Regions from separate parts of the Hordeum vulgare genome. Here region 1 is linked to region 2. The links are chromatin contacts, called in public Hi-C maps. All regions are on one chromosome and are shown on one strand. Each heading gives the region's core, a stretch centred on a gene start, on an enhancer-like site or on the middle of the called end of the contact. The rest is flanking DNA. Distances are from core to core; before and after follow the strand shown. Region 1 holds the start of LOC123427483 (mitochondrial dicarboxylate/tricarboxylate transporter DTC-like). Region 2 holds the start of LOC123427475 (thioredoxin-like 2, chloroplastic).

What was found. Hi-C and Micro-C count contacts between places; a contact is called where the count stands out from the background.
Region 1: a Hi-C map of seedling shows a contact between it and region 2, with 5 times the contacts expected there. The contact joins the promoter of LOC123427483 here to the promoter of LOC123427475 in region 2. A contact is called at or near these places in 3 of 6 Hi-C or Micro-C datasets (leaf and seedling) and 1 of 1 datasets of contacts at active chromatin or transcription factors (embryo).

What each region holds. Positions count from the first base shown.
Region 1 is chr1H:149,483,961-149,489,706 of MorexV3_pseudomolecules_assembly, reverse strand. LOC123427483 (mitochondrial dicarboxylate/tricarboxylate transporter DTC-like) reads left to right here and starts at 2,711. Exons shown (of 6, transcript XM_045111543.1): 1 at 2,711-3,112; 2 at 3,812-3,895; 3 at 4,682-4,743; 4 at 5,286-5,647. The coding sequence starts at 2,984.
Region 2 is chr1H:149,061,012-149,066,762 of MorexV3_pseudomolecules_assembly, reverse strand. It overlaps LOC123427475 (thioredoxin-like 2, chloroplastic), which reads left to right and starts at 2,242. Exons shown (of 4, transcript XM_045111532.1): 1 at 2,242-2,667; 2 at 3,244-3,432. The coding sequence starts at 2,503.

The DNA.
Region 1 (5,746 bases), core at 1,462-3,961, 420 kb before region 2:
ACTGCCAAATTTTACCAAACCCTTTGAGATGGAAACAGATGCATCCGACTACGGCATCGGGGCGGTGTTGTCTCATGATAAACACCCCATCAGGTACTTGACCCGTGCTTTGGGCTCATGTAACAGGATGCTTAGCACATTTGAGAAGGAAGGCTTGGCGATCCTGATGGCACTAGATCACTGGAGAACTTATGTGCAAAAATGACGAGTTCACTTTACACATAGACCAGCAAAGCCTTATTCACCTAGAAGACCAGCGGCTAGCCACCCCTTGGCAACAAAATATCATGGCAAAGATGCTGGGCCTGAGATACCATATTATGTACAAGAAAGGTATGGATAACCGGGCCGCTGACGTTCTTCACGTGTGCCCGCCCCCCAGGGCGACCTTGCAGCCATCACTATGGCCGTGGCAGCTTGGCTGGGAGTAGTCCAGCAAGGTTACGAAGATGACCCCGTAGCTCAGGCACTGCCGACTCAGTTGGCCACTCAGAATGATCACCCAGACGGCTACTCTCTCTAGGATGGCATCATTCGACAACACGACCGGGTTTGGTTGGGTGACAACATGGACCTGCAAAAGAAATTATTGGATGCCCTTCATACATGCGCTACTGGTGGCCATTCGGGGTTCAATGCCACTTACAAAAGAGTGCGACGACTATTCACTTGGCCAGGACTACAGCATCACGCCAAGCTCTTCGTCGAGGCTTGCCAAGTCTGCAAGCAAGCCAAGCCCGAGCATGTCCGCTATACCGGTCTTCTCGAACCTCTACATGTACCAACAGAAGCCTGGCAAATGATCAGAATGGACTTCATGGAGGGCCTCTCTCGCTCCTTGGGTTGCAACTCTATATTGGTGGTCGTCGACAAGTTCTCCCGGTATGCCCATTTCATTGCCTTGTCTCACCCTTTCACCGCTTTCCAAGTCGCGCACGCCTTTGTGGCACACATCTACAAACTGCATGGGCTGCCAGAATCTATTGTCTCTGACTGTGACCCAATATTCACGAGCCTGTTGTGGAAGGAGCTCTTTTGCCTTACCCACACCAAGCTGCGGATGAGCACGACGCACCATCCTCAAACAGACGGGCAAACTGAGCGAGTCAACCAACGCCTGGAGACATTTCTTCGATGTTTCGTCCATGCCTACCCCACCAAATGGTATGCTTGGTTACCCGTGGTTGAGTTTTGGTACAATACATCCCCCACTCCGCGTTGAGCACTACTCCCTTTGAAGTTCTCTACGGGCATGCGTCGCGCCACTTCGACATCATTGACTCCGTCGCGTGCGCATCCCGGATTTGGCGGATTGGCTAGGGGACCACGAGAAAATGATAACCTTGATTCGCGAGCGTCTTCTTCGAGCACGCCAAACCATGAAGGACTCCGCAGACAAGCACCGACCGGATCGTGTTTTCGTCGTCAATGACTGGGTTTTCCTCAAGCTTCACCCGTATGTGCAACGCTCCGTCACCACAAGGCTCAATCAGAAGTTGGCTTTCCGCTACTTCGGACCCTACTTCGAGACGTTCCGCAGATCCTTGTGCGCTGGACAGATCAGCCACCAGATTTCACCACCTGGGAAGACACCAAGGAACCTGGCTGCCACTTTCCTCGGGCGCCAGCTTGGGGTCAAGCTGTGTCTCAAGGGGGAGGGAGTGTTACGACTTCTGCCTCCCTCGGCCCGCCTGCTACCGATGGCTCCGCCCCAACAGCCGTCGCCACCCACTGGGCGGAGCGGCCTCATCGACCGATGAAGCCCAACAACCGTTTCGCAACCCAAGTGTGGGACACCACCCGTTAGGTTAAGTAGGCTCCGACCCCTCCTGCATGAGGTGTGCTGGATGTAATCTTTGAACCGACGGCGATTTCTTCCTCCCGAACCTCTCTCCCTCCCTCCGAACCTCGAATTTGACCTCGAATCTTGTATCAAACCTGTTCTTGAAAGTGAGATCCAACTGGGAGCGTAACATTATCTGAGCGCAGCTATATTCCAAAGTTGTTCGTCCAGTTGCTCTTGGTGTTTGCTGAGTGATGTATCTATGTTTCTTTGGTAGCAGAAGTGCATATCATGTCTTTTTCTTCCTTGGGTTGCTTCGTCATGTTAGTCATGTTCTTCATCAACAGGGATTCTTGCTCCCTTATTGTCTTCTATGACTTCTATTCAGCTCTTCTTTCTCAGATTCTGCTTTTTTTACTCTTTCTTCTAAGCAGTTTATGTAACCTCTCATGTACACTGTCTTCGAGCTCAATAAATTAGCACCTATTGGTGCCTTTTTCTGTTATAAAAGAAAGATTTATACAGCAAGGAAAGAAAAAATGCTCTTCCTTTGCAAAAAATAAAATAAAAATGCGAGGTCTCGCCTCACGTGCGGTCTTTCGGAGGCGTTTGGACATAAGCTGGAGAAAACAAACACGGCGAGGACGGGAACTCCGACGACGAGGTTGGCTGGACCACGCCTCCCACCACACCAGCAATGGGCCTGCTCAGGGGCCCCACTGCGCACAAGATCTCCCTTCCAATTCCACACGGACAGATCCCATACGCCACCACCACTTTTCTCCTCCTGACGTCTACTCAACTTTTCCAACCCATGCCATGCTTAAAGAAAAAAAAACCTTTTCCAACCTTGTTTGTGTCAACTTGCGCCTCAACCTGCCTTAAAAAAAACGAAAAAACTTGCGCCTCAACCGCCTCATGTGCACCACGTCCATGCGCACAGCCGCGACGGCGCTCACGAGAACGCGGCGCTGCTTTATTACGCATTTTTTACGGCCAAGTAGTATTTTATCGTCCATCTGTTCTTTCTTCTCGGAGAAAAAGTAAGTAATCCTGTTATCTCCTCGCGTCGCTCTCGGCGCAATAATAAAAGCGCAACGGCACCCAGCGATCTAGGCCTCCTCCTCGCCCGCATCGCCTTCCCTCCGCTCGCGTCTGCTGCACTTCCTCTCCCAGCCCGGCTAGATCTCGCCGGAGGAGATGGCGGACGCGAAGCAGCAGCAGGCCGCGGCGCCCACCGGCGTCTGGAAGACGATAAAGCCATTCGTCAATGGTGGCGCCTCCGGGATGCTCGCCACCTGCGTCATCCAGCCCATCGACATGATCAAGGTACGGATGCGCTACTCACTTCTTCTTTCCCGGTGTGGAATATATGATTTAGGGGCAGCTTGTTGAGTTTGGTGGCTCTCTTGAGCCTTAGATCTGTGGTTGGTTATAGTGGATGCGAGCGACGCGATTGATGGATCGGGTCGATTGATTTCTGCGCATCTCTGGGTTAGATCTGAGCTCACCCTCGAGTGAGCTCCGGACAACTTGTTGTACACTAGGGTGGCTATTCTTGAGGAGATCTGTGGAAACTGGAGTATGCGGTCACACCACGAGCGCAAGTGGGGGCGACACACTTCGTTATTTGTTATCTACAGTCGAAACTGTCCGATGTGTTAGCTTAGATCCTCCGTGGAGATCGCACTAAATCTGTGGTGTGCTATTTTCTTCCTCACCAAAAGATCTGTGTGTTTGCGTGGCTTTACTTGTTTTTAATCAGTTAGCACTAGTTCTTTGGTCTCAAGATGTTGTTCTAGTTATTATTATTATTTGCTGCTGGAATGTTCCTGCACATGCAGAATTAGCCAGACCACTATATTTTGGTAGTGTCGGCCAACATGCCATCATAGTTCAAGTGGGTTATTTACTGGAGAGTTGTGTAGAATGTTATGGCTTATGATTAATAGCTTTTACTGAAACATGAAGACTGTAAATATCTATTTCGTGCACATTATATATAGCTTTTCCTGTTTTTGGTTTCAGGTGAAGATCCAGTTGGGTGAGGGATCTGCAGCTCAGGTCGCAAAGACAATGTATGCTAATGAGGGCCTTGGTTCCTTCTACAAGGTTTGTTCTTGCAAATGTCTTTATTCATGATGTGCATAATTGTTCTGTATGTAGTTTTCTGCTGGCCACGGTACATTTGCCATGTAATAGTGTCAGTGACTCAGTGCACATGTAAAGTATGACTTACAAACATAAATTAAACATGTAAATAACTAAATATTCTCTGGTATTCACAACTATATTTTCTTATTTGTGCATGTTTTCTCACCTTGAGTATTGTTGAGGTGGAAGAAGACTAATAAACATTTGCAATCATAAACACAGTTGTAAGTTAATATATTGATCATTGCTTGGAATTTTTCAGAATTCAAAAGTAAGAGATCAAGGAAACCCAATCTTTGGGACAATACTCACACTGAACCCCATTTTTTAAAATTTTAGCACATAACGATAGCTTTTGTGGCAAGATTTTAAATAGAGGAGTACATAAGAGATAATAAATATAGATAAGAGGCACGGTACTAAGTTTAGCAATGATTGTAGGAGTCTAATCTTTGTCTACAAGTGCAACCATTGGAGGGGGAATTATGGAATTGGATACAGATTTCGCATGGCTCAGATCAGAAGTATCCCATCTATCCTCTGTTACTTATCTATCCTTCAGACCTTTGTTTGGGTCCGAATCGTTCATTTTTGTTCAGTAAATGATGTTTGCATCAATGATGCTGGTTTTCTAGTTTGATCCGAAGACCTCAGTGACATTTTCTGACATTTCACCTACGGCAGCAGATTATTTTGTGCTTTTTGAATTGGTTTGTTGCTTCAAGTTTTACATTTTTTTGACAGGGTTTGTCAGCAGGTTTACTAAGGCAAGCTACCTATACGACAGCTCGTCTTGGATCCTTCAGGTTTGTATAACATGGTTTAATGGATAGAGTACTATAAATAGTCATTGCTTGCACAATAATTGAGTTGTCTAGTAGGATCTCTTTGTTGTTTTAAAATAAATGCATATGACTGGATAATTACCATGAGATATTATGTCTTTGGTTTGGTGTTTTTCGTTATCAAAATGTTAACTATACTAGGCTGTTGCCATAACTATCATGAATGTTTATTACTCCCTCTGTCCCAAAATAAGTGACGCAAATTTTATACTAAGTTAGTACTCCCTCCGTCCCAAAATAACTGTCTTGACTTTGTACTAGGTCTAATACAAAGTTGTACTAAGCTCAAGACAGTTATTTTGGGACGGAGGGAGTATAAATTTTGTACTAAAGCAGCGACACTTATTTTGGGATGGAGGGAGTACATTATAATGTCTGAATCAACTGTGTCATTATGAAGTTGGATCTGTTCAGTTGAAAAATAGTTGGAAGTTTATTGTTTCATTGATTCTAGTTGATTTATCCTTACTTGGAGTTCTGTATTTGGTAATATTTCTTGTCAGGGTTTTGACAAACAAAGCAATTGAGGCAAATGATGGGAGGCCATTGCCGCTTGTTCAGAAAGCTTTTATTGGTCTAACTGCTGGAGCGATTGGCGCATGTGTGGGCAGTCCTGCTGATTTGGCACTCATTAGGATGCAAGCTGATTCGACCCTACCAGCAGCACAGCGGCGTCACTACAAAAATGCATTCCACGCACTCTACCGTATCACAGCTGATGAAGGTGTCCTTGCGCTTTGGAAGGGTGCAGGCCCAACTGTGGTGAGAGCCATGTCACTGAATATGGGCATGCTTGCGTCCTATGATCAAAGTGTTGAGCTGTTCAGAGACAAATTGGGTGCCGGAGAATATCAGACTGTTATTGGTAAGATTATTGTTTAGGATTCTTTCTTTACATTGTTGTTTAGGATTCTTTACACTCTTAGGTTAAGACCTTTGCTGCTGTTCCTTTTATATATGCTAA
Region 2 (5,751 bases), core at 993-3,492:
GAAGTTGCAAAAACTAAGTGCAAAAGAACTTCAAAGAAGGAACATGGCATGGGTTCCCAAAGGAAGTACTCTAAACAAGAATAATGCGCAAGCTTTCATTACAAAAAGTGTGACCAAGGTGAAGAAGGAAAAGAGTGAAAATTATGAACAACCAAGCCGAAGGTTTGCACATCAAAATCTTTGGTCCAAACATTATCCACATTCTTCTGTTATGCCATTGATGTCGATGCCATCGAATTTATCTTTATTTATGATTGGTTACCCTCCATGGTCTTATTTCGGTCCATGGATGCAATATAATTTCTTGCATCAAGAAAAGGTAATACCACATCATCATACGTTGGTTAGCTACATTTTTTGTTGCTAGTCCAAATGGCTAATACATGATTATCGTCCTAAGAGTATAGATGGTCGATATATAACTATCTCCATAAGCATATAAATGGACAATGGAGTGTTGACATCATCCTTATAGCAAACAAAATACAATTTATTTTTTGGCATATGCTAGCTTTACCGAAAAACATGGGGCACATGTTGATGCTCAAAAGTGGCACAATCATAGAAGTAGATTAATTTATGTCAAGATTACTTGAAACTTATGATTGAAAGTCACTATTGGATGGATCTCTTTGACAAGATCAAGGTGGATACGAAGATGGTCCAAAACGGAGATCAGATGCAAAATTTAAGATATTTTTCAGAAATGCTCGTGTTAACGCCACATTATCAAATGGCATGAAACATAATTAAGACGGCCTCGGGTGGAAAAGTGTTCTAAATAGAAGTTGTTCATCTCGTCAAAATGAACGGTTTTTTATACAAATCGTCTTAATCCAAAGTCGTGTGCAAAAGTTAGAGCCCAAACTATGCACTGCTGCAGTACATTGCCGGATCGTCCGGGCGGGGAGCCGGATCGTCCGACTGACGACCGGATGAACGTCCGGGATATCATACTGGAAGACAATATAATGTTGAGGACAAAGCCGAATGATCTGGGATGAGACCCATATGATCCGAGCAATTATGTGTTCGGACATCGGGACCATTTTCTTGATGCAGACCTTAGAAAAACATCCGAGACCCCTTTCAAGATGACCTCAAATAAAAAAAAAGTTCAACACAAAAGTTCTTTTCATCAAAATGGTTAAATTTTGGATCTTCATCCAAGTTGGTATTTCGCCTCTAGAAGCCAAAAACTGTACTGTTCTCTCATATCACTGTGCGTTCGGTTTATATGGTCCAGTTTATACGTTTTTTCGTTTGTATGGTATCAAATTAATATATGGTTCAATTTCAGTATATACCCAATTACTTTGGTATGGTTCTGGTATATACCATAAAAGCCAGAGTTGACGCAAATTTGAAAATGGCATATAATAATTTACAAATTTATAACTCAAAACATATACCTTTTTACACAAAGAGCACATAACTATATGCAAGTGTATATGCATGCATGGATTCGATGGTTATGGACATACTTAGTATTCTTTTAAAGATAAATGTGACTAGGTTACAAGAAAAATGGATGTGCTTAATATGAAATCCGGCTCTTGTACAAAAAATGACTAGTTATATGGTTGTTCGCCTTAAGATACATAAATATATTTTTATTTCAATTTATTCAGTTAACTATTCGGTTTTTCGGTGTATATCATAAAAACCAAAGTTTAAAACGGTATAAAAAGTTCATACCACATCGAAACCATAACCATAAATTTATAAAATTGGGTTTCTTTGATTTATTTCGGTATGTTTTTAGGTGCGATTTTAAAATGCACAAAGTGAGTCTCAGATATATCTAAATCTAAGTTCGGTTCATTTTGGAAGGATTTGGACGAGATTTGGAGTCCCTTTCTTGTATGGAGTTGTATGGTTTTTCTTGTATGGTTTTTCGGTGTATATCTCCTTTGACTTGAGTTGCAGTTTATCACCCCAACGTCGAGGTACACGGTGATTTGTTTGTGTGCGAACAGAAGTTAGTGCTAGAGGGGGTTTCTTTAAAGTGGATTATGTTCAGGGCGTAAGTGCAAAATGTAACATCAAAGTGTGTGGAATTCCACGTCAATCTGTACGCACCACACGTTTTACATCTAACGGTTCAGGATGCTCAGCTGGAACCCAGATCTTCGTCGAGCAAGGCCGTTTTCAAATTCTAAATTTCGAATGGGACAAGCTACTGTCTGTCACCCGGGCCCCACTCATTAGTGGCAGTGTGGCATTCAGCTCCCCATCCACGCGAAAGAGCCAGCCGCTACCATCTCCACCACACGGCCACAATCTCTGACCCGCCCTCCTCCCTCCACCGCAGCCAAGGAAGGAGGCGGTGGCCGGTGGACACGGCAGGAGCCGACTAGTGCCTGTGCCGCATACAGTCAACTTGCAGTGACGCCTCCTCGGATGCTCCCGGCTCCGACACCAAATAGTTCGGTGGTTGCGGCGCCGGTCTAAGCGGGCTCGCCGGAGTCGTTGGCCCCGTCCCGCAGCGACGCAGAGCACATGGCCGAGGCCCTCCTCCACCACCTCCCCCGCCGCTTCGGCGCTTCCACCTCCGCCTCGTCGTCGCCGTCCTCCCACGGGGTCCTCTCACCCGCCCCGCGCGCCGACCCGCGGGTCACGCGCTTGGCGGCTGCCGCCCCGCCTGGGCGGCCACGCCGGCTCATGGTACGCGCGCGCTCTTTTTCTCCTGTTGTTTCCTCAGAGAGGATTTATGCGTCCTTGGGTTTTCGCGCTGTTGTGATGGGGCAAGTTTGAGTCTCATGTAGGGTTTGGAGGTTTGGGAACGTGGGGTTGCAGAAGTCTTCTGATCGTTTAATTGTGGTTTCGTTCTGGATACAGTAGATAGAGTATCCTGATTAGTTTGCTGATTCACGCGGAGGATTTTGTTATTATTTAAGCAAAACAGATGCACCTACATGCCATAGATTAATTTGTGATGTTGGAATGAGTTTAACCGGTGGCATTTACGCCACTATTTTCTTGATTGGGCCATATGAATCACATTTAGAATCAACATCACCTTACCTCTCCCCTAGAATTGTATGTGCCCATATTGGATGTTGTGAATGTACTTCAAACTATGTTACTTCATCCTTGGTTGAAGTTATTTATGATGTGCTGAAACTAGAAAGGCTTCTTGTATTGACATGCTTGGGGCATGGATAGGGTTACTGCTTAATTTATGCAGCTGAGTGCTTGGAGTGTTTGATCTCTTTGGACTTTCCATTGTTCTCGTGCCAGGCCCATGCCGCAGTACGTTCAGAGACTGGTGAACAGCCAAAATGGTGGGAAAAGAATGCTGGTGCAAATATGTTTGACATACACTCCACACAGGAGTTTTTGGATGCACTAAGGGATGCAGGCGACAGGCTTGTTATTGTAGAGTTTTATGGAACTTGGTGTGGTTCTTGCCGGGCACTCTTCCCAAGGGTAATTACCATTAATTTGTACTGATATGTATGCACCTATGTGCCATTTGATTTTCTCATGGCTTGATTGCCTGTTATTGCAAATTTTGTTTCTCACATGTGTAGTTATGACGTTAACGTTACATAGTTTTCTGGATCATTTAGAAGGTATGTTGCTTGTGTAGTACTGTAGTCTGTTTGTTTCTTGATCTTGTTCCCAAGTTACCAATGACCCTGTACAGAAACAGGGAAACATGTTCCTTTCCATTTTATAATTGGTAGATTGGTATTGACAATCTTTACAAGACTAGGATGCTAGATCTAAAGCAGTATTCTCTCGTTTCAGAATGTAAGGATTATAGTTTTTGAAATCTTGTTCCAAAATATAAGGCTTGCATGTAGAATGAATAACTTTTTCTCTTTCGTCGTCATTTTTCTCCCCTCTCTCCTTAAATTTTTATGCATAGACACACACATACGACATATTATCTCTCTTATTCAGAAGACATTAGCACCATGGATACCATGATCATAACTCATGTATTCTCTTTGTTACATAACCCTAGTACCTATGCATGACCAAACCTAGTCTCACAAAGAGATATCTACTATATCACTACGCTCCCTAAGGGGTGCCTCTCATTCAGTTGAGGACAATGGTTTTGATTGGATTCCCAATTTTAACTTGGTCAATAAATTTTCAAGGAGCTCTCTCGTCCAAGTGAGATGTTCGATTTTTAATTTGGTTCATGATTTTGACTGGTCAATGATTTTTGACTTGGTCAATAATTTTTCAAGGAGCTCTCTCATCCAAGTGAGGCGTTCAATTTTAAATTTGGTTCATGATTTTGACTGTTCAATGATTTCTCCAATCAATCAGCAACAACCAGCTTATAAAAATATATTTGTCTCGCACAGGCTCTCATCACTTGATAAAAAATAAATGCCAACATGCAATGCTGTAGCACCAATATGATTTTGGATTGAGTTCCCAATTTTTTATTTGGTCCAAAAATTCTCAAGGAGCTCTCTCATTCTAGTAGTGTTAATTTTGAATTTGGTTCACGGTTTTGACTGGTAAATTATTTCTCAAATCAATTCGTACCAACCAGCTTATAAAATTATATCAGTCTCGCACCCTCTCATCACCTGGCAAATAATAAATGCCAACATGTGGCACTGTAGCACCAATATAGTACATGTGGTCACCACTTGGGTTAATTCACAAATAACACAAAATTACATCCCAGAAAGACACCATCAAAATACTGCATTAAAGAAAACTGCATTAAAGAGACCATCAAAATACTGCATTAAAGAAAACTGCATCAAAATACTTCAGACACCAATCGCGCCGCGAAGCGCACCCAATCCTTCTAATTAAGGGACTGTGGGCATGATGTATCACAGTCTCATGTTCAGACTAAGATGAGGATGAGATTCTCTAAATGATGTTACTGTTCCTGTTGAACTAATTGGGGATAGGAAAAGGTGATTCATCATTCTTTAGCAATCCACATCGTGATGAAATCTTAATAGGTTTCGGTAAGTCGTCAGATGTTACCGTTCTCTAAAATAGAAGAGAATTATTGATTGATCGCTGAATAGCTGAATAGTATGATGCCTTGAAGATGCTTTAGAGGTTATGGACATATAGTGTTCAATTAAGGCGGCCCTGTTTGATAGCTCAGTATTTTCTAGTACTATGTATCTTGAGAATACTACAGTTTTTCTAATGACTACAGTTTTAATTACAGTGGGCTGTTTGGCTATAACTGAAAACTGTATTATTAATACTACAGTTTTTGCAAAACCACAGTATTTCCTCTGTCTAAAAAAAAGAGCCCCTGACCTCTTTTTTAAAAACTGAGCATGTGAAAAAACAACCCACTCACTATATTCTTCCTCACTCTTAAGCTGTCGCCGCTCTCTCGTCCCTGGAGTTCGTCTCGGTCAGCCGGGAGCTAATCATATGTTCGAATAAATGCCTCGGATAATCCACCGCCTACCGGATCTGATGCAAGGCGTTGAGTTTGGCCACGTAGTTCTTGACGCGCACCTTATGGTGCCCCTTGACGTTGACGGCAAAGAAGGTCAAGCCGTTGCTGTCTACGCGCAGCTCCGCCATGTGATGCGCCACCGGCTATGCCGTGTTCTGCAGTGTCAGGTTCTAGCTCCACATGCAGCTCCCGGTGTTCCTCAATGGCATCATGGAAAAGTCGAAGAATTCGTCGTGTTGCAGTAGTTTGGCTGCCTCACTGAGCTTTGTGCATGGCCGTTTAGTTTAGTTGTGGCTTTTGTGCATGGCGGTTGAGTTTGCAGACTGGCTAGCTAAGGATAA